Linked DNA regions of Sus scrofa: all the other regions are linked to region 1. Evidence: chromatin contacts called from public Hi-C data. All regions are on one chromosome and are shown on one strand. The core of a region is the stretch at or near the end of the contact, and the rest is flanking DNA. Distances in the headings are between cores, read along the strand shown.

What was found. Hi-C and Micro-C count contacts between places; a contact is called where the count stands out from the background.
Region 2: a contact with region 1 is called in a Hi-C map of embryonic fibroblasts, with 1.7 times the contacts expected there. The contact joins two enhancer-like sites. A contact is called at or near these places in 4 of 47 Hi-C or Micro-C datasets (alveolar macrophages, embryonic fibroblasts, omental adipose tissue and 1 more) and 1 of 2 datasets of contacts at active chromatin or transcription factors (skeletal muscle).
Region 3: a contact with region 1 is called in a Hi-C map of embryonic fibroblasts, with 2.0 times the contacts expected there. The contact joins two enhancer-like sites. A contact is called at or near these places in 4 of 47 Hi-C or Micro-C datasets (embryonic fibroblasts and fibroblasts).

The regions. Positions count from the first base shown.
Region 1 is chr2:33,515,311-33,519,108 of Sscrofa11.1, reverse strand. No RefSeq gene overlaps it. Among named protein-coding and RNA genes, the nearest start is that of SLC5A12, 44 kb to the left of the region's middle. Within about 2 kb of position 1,943, at least 4 of the 83 cell types and tissues checked have an H3K27ac peak or open chromatin away from gene starts, as enhancers often do. A contact at or near this core is called in embryonic fibroblasts, where this site is marked.
Region 2 is chr2:33,338,067-33,341,864 of Sscrofa11.1, reverse strand. No RefSeq gene overlaps it. Among named protein-coding and RNA genes, the nearest start is that of FIBIN, 8.2 kb to the right of the region's middle. Within about 2 kb of position 1,789, at least 4 of the 83 cell types and tissues checked have an H3K27ac peak or open chromatin away from gene starts, as enhancers often do. A contact at or near this core is called in embryonic fibroblasts, where this site is marked.
Region 3 is chr2:33,371,933-33,375,730 of Sscrofa11.1, reverse strand. No RefSeq gene overlaps it. Among named protein-coding and RNA genes, the nearest start is that of FIBIN, 42 kb to the right of the region's middle. Within about 2 kb of position 2,055, at least 10 of the 83 cell types and tissues checked have an H3K27ac peak or open chromatin away from gene starts, as enhancers often do. A contact at or near this core is called in embryonic fibroblasts, where this site is marked.

The sequences.
Region 1 (3,798 bases), core at 694-3,193:
AAGGAAGAACATAGTCAGACTGTTTGATTCTTCACCTCTGAATTTGATTCCAGAGATGCTCTAAATTAATGATCAGAAAAATATTGCAAAACAATACAATGAAGACTTTATGTGACCTGAATACATATGCGGTGTTATTTATATCAGCAATGCTTTCAAATACACAATGTGTTTGTGCTCAAAGACACAGGCTAAAAGACTCCCATCTGGTCCCATATCCTATGATCAAATACATTTTATAACTTCCTGACAAATATTTGTACAGTGAATTTCTCAGTGCCATCCATAACCATAACACATATTGGCCTACCCTGATTTTCAGAAAGAGTTTTCTTTTTTTTTTTTCTTTTTTTGGTCTTTTCTAGGGCCGCACCCGTGGCATAGAGAGGTTCCCAGGCTAGGGGTCTAATCAGAGCTGTAGCCTCCAGCCTAAGCCAGAGCCACAGCAACACGAGATCCAAGCTGTGTCTGCAACCTGTACCACAGCTCAAGGCAATGCCAGATCCTTAACCCACTGAGCCAGGCTGGGGACCGAACCCACAACCTCATGGTTCCTAGTCAGATTCATTAACCACTGAGCCACAATGGGAACTCCCCAGAAAAAGTTTTCTTATAATGAGCAGAAATTTGTCTCCCTGCAGGCTATGCTTTATTGTCCTAATCTCATTCCTTTTAATCACACAAACTAACTTAAATGCCTTTCTTTTCTGATGGATCCTAATGAAATTTCAGAGATACTGTCAATGCAACTCTGAGTTTTCTCTTCTCCAGAAAAATTCTCCCTAGTTCCTGAAATTGTTTCTCCTAGGCCTTACCTCTAGATTCATTCGATATGTTGATCTATTTTTCATGTCACCCAGAACTAAACAAAATTCCTTTTTGAAAATAATACAAATAATAATTATTTACTGAAGAAAAATGAGAAAACACAGACAAAAAAAGTATTTTTAAATGACCTATAAAAATTTCCAGGCAAAAGGGCCCCCTTTGATATTTTGGCATAAAACCTTCCAAAATTACTCACATGCAAACATGCACTGTTAACTGTTAGCAGGATAGTTGTGTGAAACAAAATGTAAAAAATGATGACTTCTATGTCTATTTCTGAAAAGAGACACACACACAAAAATCCCATTGGAGTAGATTGTTTTTTTCCAGAAAATGTCATTTAGCTACTTCCTAATAGCTATGTAAATATGTTAGTTGTAGCCCCTGATTCTCTAAAGCAGAGAAGCATCTGCTATAAAATGGCAGGGAGGAAATGAAACAACTGCTTAAAAGATTTATGGGTCACTTAAGGCCTCTATTGCTGCTGCTTTCCCCCTACTCCTCCTCTTCTTTCTTCTTCATTTATTAAGAAAAAAAAAAAAAGGTTAAAACCATTCTTGGTTTACAGGCCATACCAAAATGGGGCCCTGACGAGATTTTGCCAGCATGCTATAGTTTGTCTAACTCTGTTCCAGAGGAAGAATTTAACACAGCTTCTCAATTACTGACAAATGTTGTGCCCCCTCAATCTCCTTGGCACATAGAGCTGACTCCTGGGGAGCATTTGGGTAAATCTGGAGCCTCCTGAAAAGAAATGAATGCCTTATATACTGGCTTCTGAAGTTAAACTCTATTGGAGATTTTCTGATGGGTCGAGATGTTCCCAACTGAGATGTGACAAGTAGAAAATATACCAAGAGATCCAAACCTGAACTAGCAACAGGAGAAACAGACATCTGGCTTATTGTTCTAGACCTTTGCATGGTTGGAGAAGAGAACTGACTCTAACATGGTTCATGACTAACTAAGCTAGTTTAGTCAAAAGGTTATGCTTTGGAATTAATGACTAAGGGTATGAGTATATTCTTGGCAAATCATAATCCTCAAAGGAATCAAGTGGTGAGCTCTCTGTTTTACTCATAGTTTATGCTGTAGTAACAATCACTCAAAATCTCTGTGGTTTAACAAGATAAAGGCTTATGTATCGCTTCCAGTGTGGTGGACAGCTCCCCCTGATAGCTCGCTTGTACAGCTCTCCTATTGCACAAGACCTTCTACATAATCAGTCAGGGATCCAGGCTCCTTCCATCTTATGATGTCACCATTTTAATGCATAACGATATTTTCTGTGCATGGGGAAGAAATAGCATGGGCAAGTATTCAGGGTATTATGCACAAGTCTGAAATTGCCAGACCTCACTTATTTTCACATGCATTTCTCAGAATCTATTCAACCTAATTTCAAAGGAGGCTAGGAAATAGAGTTGCCCTATGTGCCCAAGGGGAAAAAAATACTATTTACTATCTAACCAATCTTGGCCACATTCCCTTTACCAATACATAGGTATGGGATAGGGTTAGGGTAGCGTATGTAGCCTCTGAAAAGATCTGAAGCAGAAAGAGTGTAACTACAGTAGTGACTAGTATGTGTAATAATTTTAGATACAAGTTTTCATTGACATACATAGGAATGATGGCATTCGAGACGAGCCTAGGAACTATTTTAGCTCTTTAGTTCTCTTTGCCTGGCATCTGGAACCTAGATGTAATCAATCTCTTGGAACTGAGCAACCTCTGGGGGTTTTCAGAAACAAGAAGGTGGAGAATAAGAGAAACAGGACATCCTGCCAAGTTAGACCAATGAGGGTTTGAGCAATTTATTCAAATACTATATTTTGTGACTTCATATATGATGCAAGCTGATGAAGTAGGACCTACTCTTTACAAATGTGTATGTGTGTGTGTGTGTGTTTACAAACATACTAGAATAATTTCTTCTCATGTCAATGTTAAGGCTGATTTTCCCAGCATGATCTGAACATATCTATTAGAAATCATCTATTACTTTCTTGATTTTGATATCTTGACTCTCAGTAGAGCCTATGAGTAAATGAATATTTAGTAACTACATTATGCTATTTGCACCTAATGATGTCTAAAATCCCGAAGCTTCTCCCCTGTGTTCCTTATCTCTTCTATTTTGTGTTTGTGCAATTCACCTTGGTGATTCACACTTGCTGTTTTTACAACCTTCAGCATATTTTCTTCCCTTCTCTTAGTGAGAACAACAAATTAAATTTGAAATGAATCAGGGTAAGTGGAGAGATTATATTTTTTTATTTTTTTTGAATGGTTGCACCTGCAGTATACGGAAGGTCGAATTGCACCTGCATTTGCAAACTACATCATATTTTGTGGCAACACCAGATCCTTGACCCACTGAGCAAGGCCAGGGATCAAACCTGCATCCTCCTAGACACTATGTCGGGTTCCTAACCAGCTGAGCCACAACAGGAACTCCAAAGTTATAATTAAAATGCTATTCTCAGGGAGTTCCCATTGTGGTGCAGCAGTTAACGAGCCCAACTAGTAACCATGAGGTTTCGGGTTCGATCCCTGGCCTCATTCAGTGAGTTAAGGATCCGGCATTTCCATGAGCTGTGGTGTAGGTTGCAAACGTGGCTTGGATCCTGCATTGCTCTGGCTGTGGTGTAGGCCAGCAGCTACTGTTCCGATTCAACCTGGGAACCTCTATATGCCATGAGTGTGGCCCTACAAAAAAAAACACACAAAAAAACTATTCTCTAGTGTAGAAATGTTCATATAACTGAGCATTTAGACTCATTTTGCCCAGGATACTTAGTCTCATACAAAATGAGTCAGACTGAGAATAAGAATGGGCACACATTTTCATTTAAGAAGTGTCCCTTCATGAGAATTAAAGATGTTCTTATTATCTAGGTAGCTAGAGTGGACTTTTCCTATCTTTTTTGGGGGGTAGTTTCCCAGCTTTCTCATAATGTCTAGGAG
Region 2 (3,798 bases), core at 540-3,039, 180 kb after region 1:
TTGGATGATTTAGCTTGACTCTATTTTCTGGATTTTAAGATTTCTGGTTAGAAGCTTTTTATCTAGCCTAGAATAGAGAGGCTTCATCACAAAATAACATCCACAACACATAGTAATTGCATCTTCCTTCATCTAGTCCTCCAGCCCAGCCCCTAAAATTGGCAATGAAAATTCCAATCCATGAAAATCTAGGAATTTAGCCTCAAAGTCTACAGTAATGGAACACTCTATGTTTTATTTTGACAGTGGAATGAGTCTACCAGAGGTTCCTGAATCCACAGGACTTGGGTATCTGGCTCCAGGGCCAAGTGGTTTAGGAGGCCAATGCATATCAGAGTCTGCAATGTGCAGATCCAGGATCAGGATGTCAGAGAAGCATTCTGCTCAAAGAATGTGAAGTCTGGCGCTCCAGGAGGTGAGTGCTTTCAGAATGTGGCCCAAGTTCTTCTACCTCTGGGTGCTATTTTCCTTTCTTTGTTTCTCTTTTTCCTCCTGAAATTCTATTGCGGAAAATGTGAAGAATGCACACCAATTTGAAGAAGAACCTGCCATTACTTACAATTTCTCCATAAAAATAAATGTGCTACCTTTTATTACATCACCATTTTGGCTTTCTGTTGTTTCTTTTGCTGTCATTTTCTTTAGCAACCATTTTAATAAAATGGAAATCAATTATGATACAATAATATATATAAAATAAATAGTATATGTCATAAATCATTTAGCATATATAATATAGTATCATATCATACTTGTTCCCCATTTTATTTAAAAAAAATCTTTACCTTTACTTATCAAAAGGTGTAAAATATTTCCAATCCATGGATGTACCATGTATTTAAATTTTTTTTCTATTGGGGACATCTCTCTTGTTTCTAGGTATCTATTCTTGGGCACAATGCAACAATGAACATCTTTGCTCATAACCCGTTCTAAGCATTTCTGTTTATGTTTTTGGTTTATATTCTAAGAATACAATTACTAGGTCCAAATATATGAAAAATTTTAACTCTCCCAATACAAGTACCCATATCACTTCGCAGAAAGGTAAGCCCATTAATATTCCATTTTCAGTGTGTGATATACTGATTTTTATGACATTAAAACAATAAGAAATATAATTATTTTATACTGAGATATTATGACAAACATTATTTCACTGTTATTTTAATTTTTGGCTTTTCATTACTTGCAAGGTTACGTACTTCATATGTTAAATATGTATGTAATTTTCTCTACTGAAAACTGCCTATTCATGTCATTTGCTCATTTATCTTCTAGGGTGATAGTGTTTTTCTTATCGAGTTCTGTGTTGACCATCTTCTTTAAAAGTCTTCTTTAAAAAATGTCAATTCAGATCTGCCCATTTTTAATTGGATTGTTTATTTTTTTGCTATTGAGTTAGATGAGTTCTTTATATATTTTGGATATTAGCCCCTTATCAACTACATAATGATTTTTACATACACTCTTTTATGTAACTAAATATATCATACTTTTCTTTTACAGCTCTTTCATTGTTTTATTTGCTGTTCACTTATGAGCTATAACAGCCTGCTAAGTATAAGATAGGCTGTGACTCAGACTCACTCCCAACAAAAAAGCATTGCTTGTCATGAACAAAAACTTTGCAGAAAAAATTCATCAGTAAATGAGAATGCTTGCCCAGTCCAAATAATCCTTAGCTGCATGATATTTAAACTCTGTTAAAGAGTCTTAACCACATTAGTGAATTGTGTCTCAAATCTAGACCACTGAGTCATCTTACAGTAATAGTTCAAAACACATGGTCAGTTACCTCATAATCATTTGTTTAATACTTCTAGCAACAACTATTTGCTGAGCACCTCCTCTGAATGTGATCAGACTGAAGAACATCCCAGTTTTAAACAAGTACATGCCCCAAAGTAAGATTCAATACCTAAACAGCATATTTAAGTGAATTGTTATATGGCAGATGTCTAGATGAGCTTACTTTTCTACCTCCATCTGTTTGACATTTAACATCATCAGGGTCATCAGCAAAGAGTAGTAGATGAAGAAGGTGGGAAGTAAAGTGTGGGTATTTGTTAGGCAGCATAAACAAAGATGCAAAATAAGAAGTGGGGTAAATTGCACCCAGCTTGGAATCTGGAAGTAAGGTTTCTGAAGTCTATTCAGACTTCCCCTCCCAAAGGCAAAAATGACCAGCCCATTTTTGACTCATCCTCAAAACAGCCTCTTATCATCCTCTTCCAACTGCATTTCTTTAGATTTAAAAAATTAGACTTGGATTCCAAACATAATCAAGGACTCGTTCACTACAGGACAATTTAAAAGTAGTCAAGGTCTTGGGAAAAAAAAAAAAAAAAAAAGCAGCCAAGAACAAAGAAACCCAAGTGTAGAAGATATTCCTCTGTTCTAACAAAGAAAAGAAAGAAAATGTGAATGTTGAGCCTGTCACAACCCTGCATTCCCCACCCCAGATGATTTTTTAAGGGGTATCTCTTTGGCCATTTAGTGGGCTTTATGAGTTGATTGAGACCAGAAACAGCAGAATGCCCTAAATAAGGATACTGACTCAGCCCCATTGCTCCTCAGTAACATCAGTCAGCGGCTCGTGGCTTAAAAGATGTGGCGATCAGATGGGAATTGCTACTCCTTCAAATCATCAGTCTTTGCGGGACCCTCTCCTATGATCCTCACTGTACACTTCAATTTGCAAACTCTTCACACCCCATGATCCCCACAACCTCAACAGATTGAGGTTGAGTGTCTGCTGCTGGTTTCTCCATGTGGCTGCTGAACAAAGTGCTTGCAAACTGAAGTGAGACCAATAAGTTTGCTCTCTCATACTCTCTCTCTCTACCTTTTCTCATCTCCTCCAATTCTATTGGAACTGAGGATTAAAATGATAAGGAAAAATAAAAACACTGCTCAAAGAGGGGAAATAAAGCAGGCCAGATTCTTCTTCAGTCTGGCTTGATCACAACTGACAACCGAAGCATGTGTTTTCAACAGCAGAAAAGTGAAAATCTGTACCATGCAAATAACAAACTACCCTGCAGGGTGGTTTGATGCTTCTGAAGCTTACAGACCAAAACACTCTAGGACCATATGTACAGACTGCTGCAGAGTTTACTTAGAATAGGTCAAAATTCACCTTTAAGCAATAGTCCTTTCTCAATGTTCTGACTATTGGAATTCATAGGGCTCTTTGCCTTCTCTCCTGCCAGGATCATCCAAATTAAGTGTGAGACATCACTGGCTGACTGTTGGCTGGATAAAACATGTACTCAAATAAGATAGATTATCTGACGGTTATTAAATAGGAGATTCCTTAAATTCTACAGTTGATCTATGATAACAACTAACACATATTTGGCCCTTGCTATATGCTTGCCTCTGTGCTAATCACAGAGGAAAATAAAGGTAAATAAAACACACCCTTACCCTCAGGAACTCACAGTTACATGGGGGAGATAGATCCAATACAATGCAATACACGTTATAGAAAAACAAAGAAAAGGTACCTCTGAAACACTAACCATAAAAATGTTTGTCAAACACCAAATAGGAAGTGACTAACTTAACCTAGGGTGCCACCAATATTCATTAAGCACCTCCTATGATCCAGGCACTGTCCTAGGCATTGGGGAGACAGAAGTGAACATAGCAAACATATCTTCAAATGGTGTAATTTGAGCAGGAGTGACAAACCTAGAACAAATACATATAAAAAGTACAATTATATGTAGTGCAATGTGCCACGAAAAAAACAACTGGGTGGTAGAAAAGGGAGTGCTAGGGAGAACTAAT
Region 3 (3,798 bases), core at 806-3,305, 140 kb after region 1:
CAAGGTCGCACAGTTGATGTAACATAGGACCAACATGAGGATCAATAATCCTTTTCTCTTGCTATAGCTTCTTACTTTATTTCAATCTTTGTTTTGAAGTAATTAAGCCTATTAAATATGCATAGACACCAAGCCAGGAAACATTGAATTGGGCTATGGCTTTGTTAACTAAGAAAATGAGAAAACTCATTAGAATTTCTTATAGTATTAAATTGTCAGCACTGGAATATATCATATAGATAGTTCAATAAAGTGCCCTCATTTTATAGATGAGAAAATGGAGGTTCGGAGAGGTTACAATGAGTTAATGGAAGAACTGGGATAAGAACATCTCCAAAGTTCCATTCCCTGCTACTCTCTTGCAGTCTCTTTACTTATTTGTAAAATCCACTTATTAAACACATCTTTGTTGAGTAACTGCTAGGTGACAGTTATTAGGCTATAGTCAGGGGTAGTAAAAAGACAAGCCAGTGGCCTAGTGAAGAAACAGTTACACAATTATGCAAACAATTTTCTTACAGGTTGATGAATGCCAGAAACAGATTTTCTAAACTGCTACATAAAGAGGCACTTGACTCTTCCTGAGTCACAGCAACCTTCGCAGACGCAGACGAGGTGAGTGTTTTGGTGAGTCTTAAAATATGAATAGGGGTTTTGCAGAACTAAAGAGTAGACCAGGGCATTTTGGATAAACATTACCACATGGGAAAAGACATGGAGATACGAAGGGGTGTGAGATGTTTTAGCAAGCACAAGTCATTTGGAAACTAAGCAGAGGTGGGCAAGGACCCAAGAAAGCATCTTATGCATCACACTAATGAGTTTGGACTTGATTTAGTAGGCAGTAGAGAATTACTGGCATGTCAGAAAAAGGGAAGTGGCAAGATCAACTCCACACTTTGGAAAGATCATGACAACATTGTAACAGTAAAACCAGAAGTTAAGGAGACCAGCTAGGATACAATTTCAAGGGTCTATGTAAGAGAGAAAATTGTCAGTTTGGGTTAAGCTGGTAACACTATAGGATAGTATAAGGACCTTTCTCAGAAACTATTGCATAGGTAGAATCAATGGCCTGGGTTTTATTAGATATAGGGATTAGGAAGACAAAATAAAAATAATACATTTTTCTTACACTATGAGGAGGTAAAAAAGAACTCAGATTGTGGATAAGAAAGTACCTAAAAAATGCAAAGCTTACTATATATGTAAAGGTATTTTATTATCACAAGATCTTATTACCAAATACTATTTCAGTTTACATGTTAGCACAAGGAAATGAGTTCACTGTGTTGTGGACAAAGTAAAACCATGCCAAAGAGAAGGATGCAATACGTAATTTTGAATTCATTCATTTACTCCTCCAACCATCAGTATCAACACTATGGATCAGATGTTGCAGAGCAGGAGGGGGGCAGCAGGAAAGGATTGAGAGGTTATATTTTTCCAAAAGAACCTCATCTACTCCAATAAAGAGGCACCTTCTCAGAGCTACTCCAACCAATTATATAACAGCCCTTAAACAGAACTTCCCTAGGTGAGAGACAAAAAAAAAGTTGAAATGTGTGTATCTGATGTAGCCACTCCAACAAGCTGCCAAATTGAGATTTTTTTTGGTAATTAGCAAAACATCTGTAATAGGATTAGTGCCTCAGACATAGCTACAGCTTTCTTGAGAAAAGTAGGTATGGACACTGAGAGGGAAGAGGGTAGAGAATTTGGATGTGGACTTGACTCTAGCCCAGCTGTTTCCCATTTGAAGAGAGGATAAAGGATAGACACTGAGTCAGTGGGAAAGCATCAAGACAAAAGTGAAAAAGGGCTTGATATCAAATCACCCTGGTCCTGAGCTGACTCAAGTGCATACCACTGGCATGTGGTGAGAAAACCTTCCGTTCTTTCCACAGTCCTGGGAGCTAGACTTGGTTGCCAAAAAATGTCCCAGTAAAAATATTTATATGAAAACAACACAAAGGCCGTGTTAAGAGCACTTCTGACCTCTTAACAGTTTGACCTCATCTCTCCCCAACAACAAGAACTTGGAAACGCTCCGTCTCTGTGTGAATGATGCAAGGCTGGGTTACACTAGGTGGTTTGAGCACTTCCCCCTGGCTCTGAGCCTTCACAGATTGGGAAGAGCATGGGGAAACACCAGTGCATTACAGGAATCCTTTTATGGAAAAGGGTGTTCCTGTAGAGATAGCCCTGGGCAAGTTATTGCAAGATTTAGGCACTACCTCTTTAACTGGGTAAAGAGCCTGGCTGCACTCACTCATATGTTGAATCAACCTATTGGCCAATATTAGTCAGCACATACAATGTGGAAGGTGCAATGCTAAATGCAGAGGAAAATGTTTTGAAAAAAACAGACAGGGTCCCTATCTTTGCAGACCTCCCTACAGTGGGAAAAAGACATGAAAATAATGAGCCTTGGACTTCCTGGTTTTTTTAATCAGATGTTCATAGACTTTCTAGCTTTGGTCTTACCCATGCTATTTTCTGCATTTCTTTTTCCAATATCTACTCAGCCTATGACTCATTGGTTCACATTCTGTGCCCTTTTATTCCTATTGATCAAAATTCTATTTATCCATCTCTTTGAGTACTCAAAGAGACACCCATCCAAGAAAAGATCAGACAAAGTTGACTTCATGTGAGTGATGGCCAGGCTGAAGCCAGGGCTGGATTCAGAGGGGTCATGCAAGCTTTGGGCTGAGTGAAGCATTTGGCCAAACTATGAAGTAGGCAAGTCTTGTCTTTGATGACCTGCACTTTCTCAACCGACACTATTCCTTCCTGTCTGGAATCCCATTGTTCACTTTCTTCCTCTGCATGGACCAACCCTCTTCCTTATCTCTAGCTTCCATATTTGTGCTTCAAACCTCAACCTAACTGCACCCTTGTGGTGGGACTTTCCTGCTTCCCATTTTCCCTGGGTGCAGTTTCCTTAAACACCCTTAGTACTTTGTGCTTCTTTGGGGACATCCGAGACTGTCTTTTGTTTTGCTGTTATATCATTTTGCTTTTGACTGAAATGGAACTGCCTTATACAACTTTGTATTTTATGCAGCTAGAAGTTCAGAACTTTACATATAATAGGTACTTAATTAGAACACTTTCATACAGGCCCTCAGGTTAGAGGGAGCCTGTTTTTGAACTTTGACCTTTTTTTTTTTTTTTTTTTGTGGTCTTCTCTAGGGCCGCACCCTCTGCATATGTAGGTTCCCAGGCTAGGCTTTGAATCGGAACTGTTGCTGCTGGCCTACACCAGAGCCACAGCAATGCCAGATCCAAACTGAGTCTGCAACCTACACCCACACAGTTCATGGCAATGCTGGATCCTTAACCCACTGAGCGAGGCCAGGGATTGAACCCTCAACCTCATGGTTCCTAGTTGGATTCGTTAACCACTGAGACATGATGAGAACTCCAGAAACTGAAAGATATTGAACAGCCCCTATTTCCCCAGAACTCTCCTTTACTTATTTTCTTGTAATTCCATGGTTTACAGAAAGGTTCTACACTACAGCCCATGGGCCAAATCTGACCTCAAACCTGTTTTTGTAAGTAAAGTTTTATTGGAGCACAACCATTTACATATTTGCTATATTACACGTGTAGAGTTTAATAGTTGCAATAGACTATGTGGCCATCATTGGGAAAGCCTAAAATACTGACCATCTGACCCTTTTACAGAAAAAGTGCCAAATCCTAATTTCTGATTAAGGCTCTTTTTCTTTAGAAAACCCCTCTGAGAATTCGACCCCTCTATATCCTATAGGTGTTGGAAATTACAAC